2 separate regions of the Mus musculus genome follow, and region 1 is linked to region 2. The links are chromatin contacts, called in public HiChIP or PLAC-seq maps. All regions are on one chromosome and are shown on one strand. The core of a region is the stretch at or near the end of the contact, and the rest is flanking DNA. Distances in the headings are between cores, read along the strand shown. Region 1 overlaps Gm27021 (predicted gene, 27021). Region 2 holds the start of A330074K22Rik (RIKEN cDNA A330074K22 gene).

What was found. HiChIP or PLAC-seq counts read pairs in DNA pulled down with a chosen protein or histone mark.
Region 1: a contact with region 2 is called in an H3K4me3 HiChIP or PLAC-seq map of forebrain, with 5 times the contacts expected there. The contact joins the enhancer-like site here to the promoter of A330074K22Rik in region 2. A contact is called at or near these places in 9 of 115 datasets of contacts at active chromatin or transcription factors (craniofacial prominence, embryonic basal ganglia, embryonic forebrain and 6 more) and 2 of 9 other capture datasets (adipose tissue and embryonic stem cells).

Annotation. Positions count from the first base shown.
Region 1 is chr8:120,618,323-120,621,524 of GRCm38.p6, forward strand. All of the region lies in intron 2 of Gm27021 (predicted gene, 27021), which reads right to left. The region is part of intron 2 of 1190005I06Rik (RIKEN cDNA 1190005I06 gene); the gene reads right to left. Among named protein-coding and RNA genes, the nearest start is that of Gm33075, 8.8 kb to the right of the region's middle. Within about 2 kb of position 1,654, at least 107 of the 459 cell types and tissues checked have an H3K27ac peak or open chromatin away from gene starts, as enhancers often do. A contact at or near this core is called in adipose tissue, embryonic forebrain, forebrain and 2 more, where this site is marked.
Region 2 is chr8:120,226,779-120,230,083 of GRCm38.p6, forward strand. It overlaps A330074K22Rik (RIKEN cDNA A330074K22 gene), which reads right to left and starts at 1,452. Exons shown (of 3, transcript NR_110496.1): 1 at 1,147-1,452. It also overlaps a transcript of Gse1 not described here.

The DNA of each region.
Region 1 (3,202 bases), core at 404-2,903, 390 kb after region 2:
CCATTGTCTTCCTCCAACAAAGCAACTCTCACACACAAAAGGCTCCAACCTGCTGAGCCCAGGACCCGGGTGAGCCAGTCGGAAAGCCGAAAGTCAATCTGCCTAGGCAGTGGTCTCAACTGTTTCAGCCTGTTCTCTGTCCTGCTGGGGATACATAATGACCCCACAGAGGGGCTAGACCCACTGTTCTCAACCTGTGCAACCCCCATAAACACAGGGGTTCGCCTAAGACCGTTGGAAAACATAGATATTTTTACATTACAATTCATAGCAGTAACAAAATCATAGCTATGAAGTAGCAACAAAATGGTTGCCGCTTGGTTTATGGTTGTATGTGTGTGTGTGTGGGGGGGGGGGTGTTCACCACGACATATTAAAAGAGTTGCAGCTTTAGGGAGGTTGGGAAACCACTGGGCTACACTGCCTGTCATTAATTCTATCATCTCAGGTCACTCTGCTGAGTATCTTTTAATGCACCTCCCAGGAATACCAGCTGGCTCAATTTTAGCATTTCCTTAACAATCCAACCAATAAGAGGCACCTGGTATGAAGAGCACCCACGTGCCCGTCAGGGGCTCCACGATCTCTGCATACAGCTGGGGTGGGTGCTAGCTGGCAGGTTAGCTTAGAAGATAGAGCTTGCCCAGCATACACAAAATCTTGGGTTCCATACCCAGCACCACATTAAAAAAAAAAAAAAAAAAAAAAAGCCAGGCGTGGTGGCTCACACCTTTAATCCCAGCACTCAGGAGGCAGAGGCAGGCAGATTTCTGAGTTCGAGGCCAGCCTGGTCTACAAAGTGAGTTCCAGGATAGCCAGGGCTATACAGAGAAACCCTGTCTCGAAAAACCAAAAAAAAAAAAAAAAAAAAAGGGTGTGGTGGTGAACACCTGCACTCAGGGGGGTGGGGGGGGCGGGGCTCAGGCTCAGCATGAGCTACCTTCTCTCTTGTTAGATGGCCCTGGACTTGGGAACGAAGCCCATCTTGGCCAGGGCTGCCTACTTGTTGTATCAGGCTTCTGTGACCCACTTCTGGGTAAAGGAATAAACAACCCCAGCCCTGGCCCTGGAGGAGCTCAGACTCGGACAACAGGCATTCATTGTGCATCCATTGGGTACCAGGCAGTGCACCAGGCGCTGGGCATGGGAAACTGAGATCAAAATGACTCCACAGGTGCTGCTCTGCCTGGTCCCTGTGCCTGCCCTGCCTCCTGCTCCAGGTTCCAGCAACAGAAACAGAGTGAGACATGTTTCTCTATCAGAGGGAGCTAGTCAATATTCCACAAACCTCCCCGACCTCCTGCCTGTTTTTTCCAACCCTGGATGTTCCCCAAGCCCTGTCACATGCTTCCTCTTTGTACCAGTTGGGTAATCATGTCAGGCCCTGCCTGCATCAGAATAAAAGCAGCGAGCTTCTGTCCTGGGCGCGCTCCCTTTACACAAAAGAGAAAAACAAAACAAAATAACAACAACAACAACAACAACTGCCGTCTCTTTAGGGGGCTCTGAGATCACTCTTCCCAGCAAAGGAACCACAAAGATTACAGGGTCTGTGTGGGGACAAGACAGACCCCATTTGAACACTTTGCTAGGAGAGCCACCACACCGAGATACAGTGTGGTCACATGGGTCTGATGTTGGCTCCTGGAGACACAGTCATGAGTCTGGCTTGGTCACAAGAGGAACAAGGGCAAACAACAGACTATGGGTGGCTTGAGGGGGCCAATCAAAGCAGCAGAAGGGACAGAGAAGGGTTCTGGGGCAGCCACTGCCTTAGCAAAGGCCCTGGGGTAGGAACCAGGGGCTGAGCAGACAAAATGCTAAGACTCTCTCAGGACATCTAGCCGCTGTTCATTTTCCTTCACTTTCTGTTTATAACACCAACCGTCGCGAAAGCCTATGTCCCTACAGATGTGGTGATGGCTCTGGCCGTTTTTACCTCTTTATAGTGGCCTGGGCCCAACAGAGATGGTTTAAAATCTCTTTTCAATTAAGGGGAAAGCTCCTGCTTGCGTCAGGGGCCTGCGGCTGGAGCTCGCACTGGGAGGAGCCTGTGAAGAGACTGAGAGAGTTCAGGCTGAGGGCTGACCTCCTGCCTGCACCCCTGTACGTCCAGCAACCAGTTCCTGCCGCCCTGCAGGACTCTCAGGGAAGGCTGCTGGGGTCTCAGCTGTGTGAGAGCGCTCACAGGGTCCAGCCCCGGCTTCATCACTGAGCAGCTCTGATCCTTTCTCCTGGCCTCTCAACCCTAAACTGGACATAGGAGGGTGACCGACCGTAAGAGCTTAGTCACAGGAAACAGGCAAAGCTGGACTCAGGGCTCATGTCTGACATCTCTGAGTCAACAGTGTGCACTCGACGTGAGGCAGGAGGATGGTCCTGTCTCATTTCATTTGTTTATTTCTTGAGATAAGGCTTTGTTTGTTCTACTGTGTGGGCCTTGAACTCTGATCCTCCTGCCTTAGCCTCCTGCCTGCTGACAGTGTGTGCATCACAGCATCCTGTGGGGCTTGTGTTTCTCTGACATCTGGCACTTTCTTATTGTGGGACACATGTATTCACACACACACACACACACACACACACACACACACACACCAACCTCGGTTGAGAATCACAGGTGTAATCTGTACAATTCCAGCATTTGGGAGGTTGAGGTTAGAGGCTGGCTATTGAATTTTAGGCTATCTTAGGCTAATTTAGGCTAGCCTGGACTATACAGTAAATTATGCTTCAAGAAAATTGATCACTGAGCAGTAGTGGCGCATGCCTTTAATCCCAGCACTTGGGAGGCAGAGGCAGGCAGATTTCTGAGTTCAAGGCCAGCCTGGTCTACAGGGTGAGTTCCAGGATAGCTACACAGAGAAACCCTGTCTTGAAAAAAAAAAAAAAGAAAGAAAGAAAGAAAAGAAAAGAAAATTGATTGTGCATGTGTGCATGCGTGTGTACGTATTTGTATGTGTGTGTGTGTGTGTGTGTGTGTGTCGGTGTGTGTCGGTGTGTGCACATTCATATGCTATTGCTCTTGGTAATGGCCCAGAATGTGTTCGTGGCCTGGAGCAGGTACCTTGATAGTTGTTGGTTTCCACAGCCCATTACACTCTATGAAGGTTGGAGCCACATAAGGGGTTACAGCACCCTTCCCCCAACATACCCCAGGGGCCCCCATTGCCTCCAGGGTACCTGCCACTGCCACTTGCTG
Region 2 (3,305 bases), core at 202-2,701:
AGGCTCCTTCCTATGGAGTGAGACACCCAGGCCCTTCCTGAGTAAGAACAGACAGGGTCCTTTCATCAGCCTCTCCTCTAACAAGGTATGAACCACGCCAGCAGCCAGGGGATGCCTCCCCGCCCTGGTCTGCGAGACAATTTGCTGAGCCAGCACTTTTTTGGGCCAGGGAAGGGACAGAGTCCCATCCTCTGCCATGTTGACACCCCACCCCAGTTGATTCTGGAGCTCTGGAATGTTAGGGATTCCCAAGAGGCCCTTCCTCCTGCTCATTTGGAGGGGGGGGGGAGCAGCCTTATTTACATGTCAGCTCACCAAGTGGTGGCAGTGGTGGTGGTGGGGCTCCTGCCTTTGGGGTTCAGGCACCATCTCCAGCTGGCAGGGTAGACAGCTGGAAGCTTCTGGAAAGTAACTGCTCACAGTTTTGAAGCTTTGAGGGCTCCTTTTACAGATGGGAGACGATTGCTTAGTGACCCAGCCTGAGCCAAAGGGCACCATCTGTGTGTGTGTGTGTCATACATGTGTGTGCCTGTGTGCCTAGGAGGCGCCAAGGACAGTCTCCAGCAGCTTCTGGGTGACAGGGGCCAGATGTCTGCCTGGGGAGGCCACATACTCCTAGCAGAACCCTGCTGCCTGGGTCTGAATCCTGCCTGGCCTCTTGAGTCATAAAATGAGGGGCATCCCACACTTGCTTCTTGTGGGGAAGTAACTAAGAGGCATGTAACAGCTCTGAACTTGGCCTGCAAAGGGTTTGTCTCTGCATTAAATAACTACAATGTATCTGCATACAATACACTAAGTCCTGGATATCTGTGGTCTCAGCAGGAACACTTTAACAAGAAGGAAAAGGGCACAGAGAGGTTGAGTCCTTAGTCCCAGGACACACAGTACCCTTCTTACCTCTACCCCTAGGGTGATCTGGTGGGCCCTGTCCAGTCAGAGGGAGGGGGAGAGGGGAGATAGGCTGGGAGGACTTTGTCTCCAGGGTGATGCAGGAGACAACTCCTCTTTCCTCTGTCTTCAAAACTAGGGCACTGGGCTTAGAAAGGTGACCCCCAACCCTGGGCTGCTGAAGGGCCAGGACCTCCCCAGATCTTGGAGGGGGGTTACCCTTCCCAAGCCTCCCTAGACACCCATCGTCCTCACCTGGCACTAGCGCGTCCGGCTTGACCTTTTCTTAAAGATCAGCGGCAGCGGCTGATGGGTTTCGTGGGTCCCAAAGGAGACCCTTCAGACAGCCCGAGCCACGGGCTGCAGAGCCCCTAATTGGAGCAATGAATCACCGCGGGCTCCTGCTGGACACAGAATAGACAGAGGAGCTGGGGCCTATTGTGCCATAGTTTGGGACACAGGGGGGTGAGGGGGTAGGAGAGGGTGGGGAGAGAGGAGGAGGGGGTGGAGGAGGGGGTTGGGGAAGAGAAGAGGTCAGGGGAGGAGGAATCGAGAGGAGAGGATGAGTCAGAGGAGGAGGGGCGGAGAGAGGTAAGAAGAGGAGGAGGATTAGAAGGAGGAGGAGGAGGTAGGGGAGGAGAGGAGGGAGAGGAGGATTAGGAGAAGGAGGAGTCCGAGTCAGGGGAGGAGGAGCCTGGGAAGAGGCGGGCAGCAGGGCGGCGCGAGGGAAGGCTTCTCCGCCTCCGCCTCCCTCCCGCGCCCTCCGCCCCGCGCCGCCCCGCCTCCCTCCTCCCCAATTAAATGACCCGACGCTCGGGCCGGCGCCGGAGCTCGCACATGCGGCCGCCGCAGCCGCCCGGGGCCCGTCGCCACCGTCGCCACCGCCGCGTTCCGGGCGCGCTCTCCGGCGCCGCCTGGGCCCGCGCCGCCACCCGCCGGGACTCGGCAGCCCCGGGCACCGCCGCGGAGACCCTCGGTGCGCCCCGGGCCGCGTGCGCGCCGCCGCGCGCCAAACTTTGCGAGTTGGGCGCGGGGCCTCGGTGCGCGCGGCCCGAGCAGCGGCAGCCGCGGGGCGCGCGGAGGCGGACGCGGCGGCCGGGCCATGAGCGGCCGGGCGGCGCCGCTCTCCCGTAAGCAGCGGCTCATGGCAGCGGCGGGCGCGGCCCTGTCGTGCTTCATCTGCGGCGGCGGCATCGCGCGCGGCAAGGAGCTGAAGCTGCCGGTGAGGCCGGCGGGCCCCGCGCAGCCCTTCTTCCCGTTCCTGCAGCAGCAGGAGCCGGCGCCCGGCGCGCGCGGGCTGAGCGCGACCGATGGCTGCGTGCTGGTGTGCGCCGTGTGCCGCTGCTTCCTGGCCGAGCAGTGGGCCGCCTTCGAGCGCGCGCGCACGCCCGTGGACAAGCGCGTGTACTGGCTCAAGAGGCCGCATCAGTGCGACGCGAGCGCGGCTGGCCGGCGCGGGGCCCGCGAGTGGAACACCGAGGACGCGCGCGACTCGGAGCTGTCGGAGCTGTCGGACGCCGACGCGCTGCCCGAACCGGAGCCCGAGCCCGAGCCCGAGCCCGAGCCGGAGCCGGAGCCTGAGCCCGAGGATGCGCACGACTCCAGCAAGTCCGGAGCCCGGCGCCGGCGCACGGGGCCAGGGGCGCACTGGGCTCCGGAGCCGCGAGCCAGCGTGCTGAGGGGCATCCAGGAACCCTGGCCCGGCCCCGCTGCGCCCGACGGCACGGACGGCGCCGCCTCCAGCCGGCCCGCGGCGCCCCCAGAGCGCAGTAGCACCCCCGAGGGCAACGACGTCGCCGGGAGCCTCGGGGACGAAGGGCTGGAGCGGCCTCCCCGGATACCCGCGGACAGCCAGGCCCGCTGTTGCTACGTCTGTGGCTCGGCGCTGTCACCGGCCTCGCAGCAGCAGATCCACGTGCAGAAGCAGGAGACTCCCGCCCAGGCGCCCTTCTTCCCCTTCCTGTGGCTACATAGCCCCCCGCCCGGCGCCCAGCCCATCACTGAGGCGGGCAGCACCCTCGTGTGTCCCTGCTGCTTCTCGTCCCTCACACACCAGTGGCAGAGCTTTGAGCTAGCCAACGTGCCGGTCTTGCAGCGGCTCTACGTGGTGCCCCTGAACAGCCACGCCCCCGGCATGGCCTCCAAGGCCCGGAGACTCCCTAGGGAAGAGGTTCCCGCCCCCACCGCGGGGCTACTGCGGGAAGCCTGCTACCTCTGTGGGGAGGACTGTACACGGGATGCCCGGGCTGTGCCCTCCCGCCTTGTCAACGGCAACTCTGGGGGCTCCATGCACTTCCCCTTCCTTAGCCTCCTGCCCTGCCCACCCAACGCTCGGCCCCCCAACAAGCGCTGCGAGGTTCGCAGCTGCCCCAAGTGCTTCAGCGTCTTGGAGGACGTCTGGGCCCTGTACCGGG